Linked DNA regions of Mus musculus: region 1 is linked to region 2. The links are chromatin contacts, called in public Hi-C maps. All regions are on one chromosome and are shown on one strand. The core of a region is the stretch at or near the end of the contact, and the rest is flanking DNA. Distances in the headings are between cores, read along the strand shown. Region 1 has its middle 6.5 kb from the start of Gm34641. Region 2 overlaps 2610027F03Rik (a long non-coding RNA gene).

Region 1 (3,186 bases), core at 537-3,036, 210 kb before region 2:
ATAAAGAAAGCTATTTTTCTCTTCGAGCCTTTCCATTGCATCTAGGCAGAATAAAAATATGCACAATCTTTTCCTTCAGGTTCTCTCTTCTTCCCAAATCTGGAGACGAGGAAGAAGGTTAGAAATGTTTTTGAACTGGGGAAAATAATCTCTCCTTCCCATGTGTGGATAAGTCTTCCCTGGCCCCTGGCTGGTTTGCCAGCAATACTATGAAATTTCTCACTGCTTCTGCTCCATAAATACACTGGGCACAATTTACTTTTTGAGGCACCTCATTTCCTCCAATTAATAATTTTGGAGCCATAACTTACAAATATTTTTTCTTAAAGAAATCTCCCACCTTGCCTGTTGACCCAGTTATCATAGGACACTTCCTACCTGGCATTGTTCAATGGAGTTAACTTCCAGGCAGTTCCCTTGTAGGTAGAATTTCCAATTTAAGCACTGCTTTGATTTTGAGTTTTTAAAAAAGATTTATTTTATTTGTAATAATGTATGGATGTGTCTGTGGGTGGGTACACAAGTGTTCATGTGTGTGTGTGTGTGTGTGAGGGGGTTATACCTGTGTTCACGGTGTTCAAGGAGTTTAGAATAGGGCACCAGATTCCATGTGGCTGGAGCTGTAGGCAGTGATGAGTCACAGTGTGGGTCTGGGAGCCAAACTCAGGACCTCTGTATAAGCACTACATATTCTCCACCACTGAGCAATTTCTCCAGCCTGCTCAACTTTGTTTTTAAAGACCCTTGCATACTGCCTCCCATAAAAGCAACGCTGTAGAGTTAAGGGTGTTGTCTGTTGTTTGTCTTAATAACAAATCGAATTACACTAGTTTTTATATCAAGGACAAAATGACCCATTTGCTACCAGTGAGCATAGCAGTGGGGGTATCTTTCCTTGAGGCTTTATTTAGGAAGTTTAAATAGGCCACATCCCTAGCCTGAGTACTGATTAGGCCCCAAGCCTGTCAAAACAATACGCAGCTGAAGTCTATGTGTCTTCTTCTCTTTCTTTTTTACCAAGCCACACCCCAAGGGAAACCGATGCTCAGTCTTCCTCCTCATTTTTCCAAATGCAGTTAGCTTATTAGGTTTGACTTAATGAAGAAAATAGTTGGTGGCAATGAGCCAGCCTCAGTAACATTCTGAGGAAAGAGCCGAGGACTCTGAAGAAGGTGAGGAAAGAGAGAAAGAAGAAAAAGAAAAAGAAAAATATGTGCAACTAAGCACTTTTCATATTTCACGTTGAACAGTTGGGCACCATTTGTTAAAAGGAGGGAAAAACAGTTTCGATATTCTAAGCGTACTGCTTAAACCACAAATTCTGTAAAAAATGAACAGCACAAGCTATTAACAGCGGTACGCGTCCTAAACACCTTAGGCGAGAGGCCGGGATACTAATGCAAGGAGCCCCTCCGAGCCATCAGTCTGCACAGGGCTCGGCTCCCGCAATTTCATAAGATAAATGCCTCTGCTGTTGTTAGATGATGAAACTACAGCTGAGGCGAATCTCCGTGTTTTTCGCCAGTGATTTAATAAAGGGCCAGCTCGGGATAAATATGGAACGGCTACTCCGGAAGCTCTTTTAGTTTTGCGCTGAAATGTGATAGAACTTGCTTCTGTAAATTGATTGCAGCCAAAGTTCTGATTTGCCCACGCATGGAAGAAAGATGTTTACTAAGTCACGGACTGTAAACATCCCGTGTAACACGCTGTGCTGTAACGTTAGAGGGAGGCTAGGGAGAGAAACCTCCTCAGGCAGAGCCCTGGGAGGGGGGTCTGGGAGAGGCGGGGTTGCTGCACGTGATATCTGACCGCTGACATCACTTTTCAGAGTCAGGACTGGCTGAGAAGAAAGGAGAATGTGGGGCGAGTCTGGGATGTAGTTTTCACCATCCCTCACCTTAACTTTCTCATAAGAACTTCGCTGTCCATCAGAAATCCCATGAGTACTCACTTTATATTGTTTTGTCTTAAGCGGTATTAAACATATATCCAATCAATAAGTAGCTAGGGGCCTGAGGAGATGACTTGGTGGGTAAAATGCCTCCTGTGCAGGCATGAGGGCATGGGCTCAGAACCCTAGCTCGTGTAAAATAAATAAATAAATAAATAAATAAATAAATAAATATTTTTTTAAAAGTCTGGCACAGCAGTGCCCACCTGTAATCCTAGCACTGAGTAGGCAGAGATAGGACGATTCCAGGACCATTCCACAGTTAGTCTTTATGACTTAGTTTTAATGAAAGACTCTGTACCAAAGAATAAGATGAAAAATAACAAAGCAAGACAACGGAAATTGACCCCTGCTTTGGGACACACATACTCATGTACACATGCATATGCACACACAGGAACCAGGCAGTGAGGTGATTAGAGGCTTAAGGAATCAACATGCCGTCCAGCTAGATAAACACACTTTGCTATAGACAACTCCTTCCAAAAACTGCTTTAGTTAATAGATGACAAGACTCACTATAATTTAAAAGTTTTTCTTTTTCTTTTATTCTATGCTCATTGCTTTTTTGTCTGCATGTATGTCCGTGTACCACATGTGTGTGACTGGTGCCCATGAAAGCCAGAAGAGAGTATCAGATAGCCTGGAGTGGAGTTATAAAAGGTTGTGGGCTACCATGTGAATTGGACTCAGGTCCTCTGGAAGAGCAGCCACTGGTCTTAACCACTGAGCCATCTCTCTAGGCCCAAGACTCACTATAATTTTAGTGAATATATTTATGTCTTTTATCCACGAACAAGAAAAATCTGTGACCCCATGTTTTATGAACAAAAATAAGTAAACCAGAGAATAGGAGAGGCAAATTTATCTCTGTTTATTTGGAGTTTATACACCCTATGGATGCGTGTGTGTGTGTGTGTGTGTGTGTGTGTGTCAGTGTGTATTTGGGTTCATGTGCACATGGTGCACACGTATGCCTGTGAGAACCCAAGATCAACCTTGGGTGTTGTCTCTCACCAGCCATCCTACTTGTTTTCTGAAATATCCTCTCTCATTAGGACATGAGATTGCCCATTAGATTAAGCTGTCTAGCCAAGGACTTTCAGGAATCCTTCTGCTTCGACCTTCCCAGCACTGGGACTGAAGGTATGCACCAAAGTGCTTGGCCTTTCACATGAATACTGGGGAATGATCAGGTCTTCATGTTGGTACAGCAAGTTCTTCCTTAGGGT
Region 2 (3,201 bases), core at 523-3,022:
CCTTGTGTGTGAACCATGCTACCTCTTTTCCTCTCAGGCACCTTAGGCAAAGGACTTCACCTTTTGAGGCCTCCATTTCCTCCTTGGGTTAATGGGACAGTACCTGCTTAGCATTGCAAAGGAAGTAATTCACAGTAGCTTAGGGATCCTTTCCTTACTCCAATTGTCCTGAGTTTCCCTTTGTTGAAAGGATGTGTTCCTCTGGGTGTGGTGGTGCACATCTGTAATCCTAGCCCTCGGGAGACTGGGGCAGAGGATTATTTGGGACTAGCCTGGGCTACATAATGAAACCTTAACGAAAAGGGAACAAAGGTAGGGGAGAAAAAAAGAAAGAAGAAGGGAAGAGAATGGAGAGGGAAAAGATGAATGAACTAAAGTATTATGTTATATGATATATATGTGTTAAAATATTAAATGCATTTGTCAGCTCATGTGCTCAAAACCATTTGACTATTGCACCATAGATTCTTATTCACAAATCTGATATTATTCATTCATTTATTCATTTACTCAATCTCAAATATGGATATGCAGTTACTATTCTGGGTGTGGGGCCTACAGATCTGAAGAAACCAGACAGAGCCTTGATCATCTCATAGCTACCATTTAACTAACTACTCAGCATCCTGGTTTGACTGGTGTTTCTGCACGTGGGTGAGAGACTGAAGGCAAGTTCACTCTAAACCCAAGAAGACTGCCTGAGGCTTGGCCTCATGGGAAGTGAGCTGACTCATTCATTTCTGTAAGTAGCAGGCCAGATTCCCAGAAGCTGGGCGGCCAGGGTCACACGATACTGTGAAGTGTCAGGCTGATGAGATAACACTTGCCACACAAGTGTGAGGCGCTGCATTCAGATCCCCTCGCCCATATGAAAAGTTGGGCTTGGAGTTACCTGCCTACACTCCCAGCACTTGATAGGCAGAGGCAAAGGATGACTGGGTCTCCCAGTCAGCCAGTCTGGACAAATCTCTGAGCTCCAGGTTTAGGGTGAGACCCTATCTCAACAAATAAGGTGGAGAGAAATTGAGGAAGATGTCTGGCATTGACCTCTGACCTTCATAAATGTGCACACACACACACACACACACACACACACACATACACACCCCTTTGAGCTTCTTTGCAGCTATCACTGCAGCTGGATGCTTTGTTCCTGAGGATCCCGACCCAGTTCCTGGAGCCAGCAGGAGCATAGTTTCCTCCAGGCCCCCGTGGTATTCTTACCGGCCATACTGGGGATTACACAGCCTTGAACTGACTCCCCGACAGCTTGCCTTAAAGTTGAGTCTATCCCAAAACGCTTGGCTCCAGCTCCACCTCATGACTTTTTCTAGCTGACGGATATGTTTCCAGCACAAGAGAGGTGCTGACAGCTCTTGTCATCTCTGGGGACTCAGACCTTCGCCAATATTCTGTCCCTCCCTGCTCTGAGACAGACTTCATGTCCCAGTGCCCATTAATATAAAACAAAACAAAAGGCCAGCTGGGCCTTCCAATGTTGCACAGCCTCCCTCCCTTTCTTCTTGATCTTCCACAAGCATCAGGACCTAGACTGGAGTCCCTGGGGATCAGTACCAGGCAGGTTGTGGGAACCAAAAAAGCATCTGCATGAGGGTAGGGAGATGGCTCTTTCAGTGATGTACTTACCATGCAAGACCTCTGTTTACATCTCCAGCACCCTCGTTAAAAAGCCAAGTATGGTAGTAGATGCTTATACGAGGGAGGCAGAAACAGGCCAGCCAGCCTAGCTGAATCAGAGAGCTACAGGTCCTTAAGAAACCCAGTCTCAAAGGTGGACAGTGCCTGGAAGGAGAGGACAGCTAAGGCTGTCCTCTGGCTTCTACATAAACATGTGGACACACACATACAGACAGACACACGTACACACACACACATACACACATTCTCTTTCAGGGTTATTGAAGAGACCCAAATTTCCCTTGGATTTCCCTGCTCAGCCCCTCCTCAGAATCAGTCCTCAGTCTTGAAAGGAATGCAGAGGACAGAAGGGTGACTCAGAAGATGGTGGCCTAGTCATCTGCTTCCCATTGTGGACTGCATTTTTCACATGTTACTGGGTGAAGTTAGCAACTGCTAGAAATAGAACAGAGAGATAAAGGGGGAAGAAGGGGGAGAATCTCAAGTTCTCTGGAGAAATCGGCCTGGATTCAGGACTTTGGTGTTACGGGGAAAGTCATCCTGCTTTGAACAGCTCTTTCTGACTCACATGTTGGCAAAGAATGTGCCGACCAGATAACTCCCTCCCCTCCCCCCGCCTGAAGCTGCGCTGCTGAAATCTGAACTCGTTCTAGTCGTCCTTGCTGACTTGTGAAAGAGATCTCTCTATATTCATTTGGGCTCACGCGTGTCACATGATCCCAATACATTCCAAATGCTAGGCTACAAGATTACTACTTAACCAAGGACAAACCAACAGGAATTTTAATCAAGACAATATCCAATAATGAATAAAGATGGAATGTTTTTTGGAGGAGATCCAGGATACACATTTGGGAATTTTTAATCTTGCTCGTCTTTGAATCTGGCAGAAATATTTTAAACTTTTCTGACCATGCCACTGCAGGCTGGATCCAGAAACCAGCTCTATCTAAGGTATTGAAGTATTTCATCTGCTCAGACATCGAATTTTCCAAACCCAAGCCAGTAATTGATACCAGATTAACTCAAATATGAATCAGCAGTCAAGTTCCTTTAAGTGCAATGTTTAAGATGAATTATTTTATGATACAAAAGATAAAAACCATCAAGATGATAGTGATCAGAACCTGACAGGAATGGCTGTGTCTTAGAAGTACTTTCCTTTGTTGTTTGTGTTCAGGACTGGCTTATCTGTGATAGTCCATCTGATTACTTAATTAAACCAAACTCAGTTATTGGAGGCCAAGTACTAAAGGGTGTTTGCCAGGCATGGTAGCACACGCCTGTAAGCTCAGGATTTAGCAGGCTGGAGGAAGAGGGTAATCATAGCCTGGGACAGTGTGAGAGTCGGGATCAGAAATGACAAATACTTCTGAATTGACACTAAACATACAGGATGCCTTTTAATAATTATTATTATAATAATTATAATCAGACCTGGAGAGATGGGTCTGTGGGTAAAGTGCTTGTCAAGGACCCACACTTGAATCCCTGGCTCCCATTAAAAAACCCAGGAGTGTCACTGCATACCTGAAGGCTCAT

The links. Hi-C and Micro-C count contacts between places; a contact is called where the count stands out from the background.
Region 1: a contact with region 2 is called in a Hi-C map of muscle stem cells, with 1.6 times the contacts expected there. The contact joins two enhancer-like sites. A contact is called at or near these places in 4 of 484 Hi-C or Micro-C datasets (the C2C12 cell line, adipose-derived mesenchymal stem cells, muscle stem cells and 1 more) and 1 of 9 other capture datasets (embryonic stem cells).

The regions. Positions count from the first base shown.
Region 1 is chr1:120,962,586-120,965,771 of GRCm38.p6, reverse strand. No RefSeq gene overlaps it. Among named protein-coding and RNA genes, the nearest start is that of Gm34641, 6.5 kb to the right of the region's middle. Within about 2 kb of position 1,786, at least 41 of the 459 cell types and tissues checked have an H3K27ac peak or open chromatin away from gene starts, as enhancers often do. A contact at or near this core is called in muscle stem cells, where this site is marked.
Region 2 is chr1:120,756,517-120,759,717 of GRCm38.p6, reverse strand. The region is part of intron 2 of 2610027F03Rik (a long non-coding RNA gene); the gene reads right to left. Among named protein-coding and RNA genes, the nearest start is that of Gm29345, 48 kb to the left of the region's middle. Within about 2 kb of position 1,772, at least 87 of the 459 cell types and tissues checked have an H3K27ac peak or open chromatin away from gene starts, as enhancers often do. A contact at or near this core is called in muscle stem cells, where this site is marked.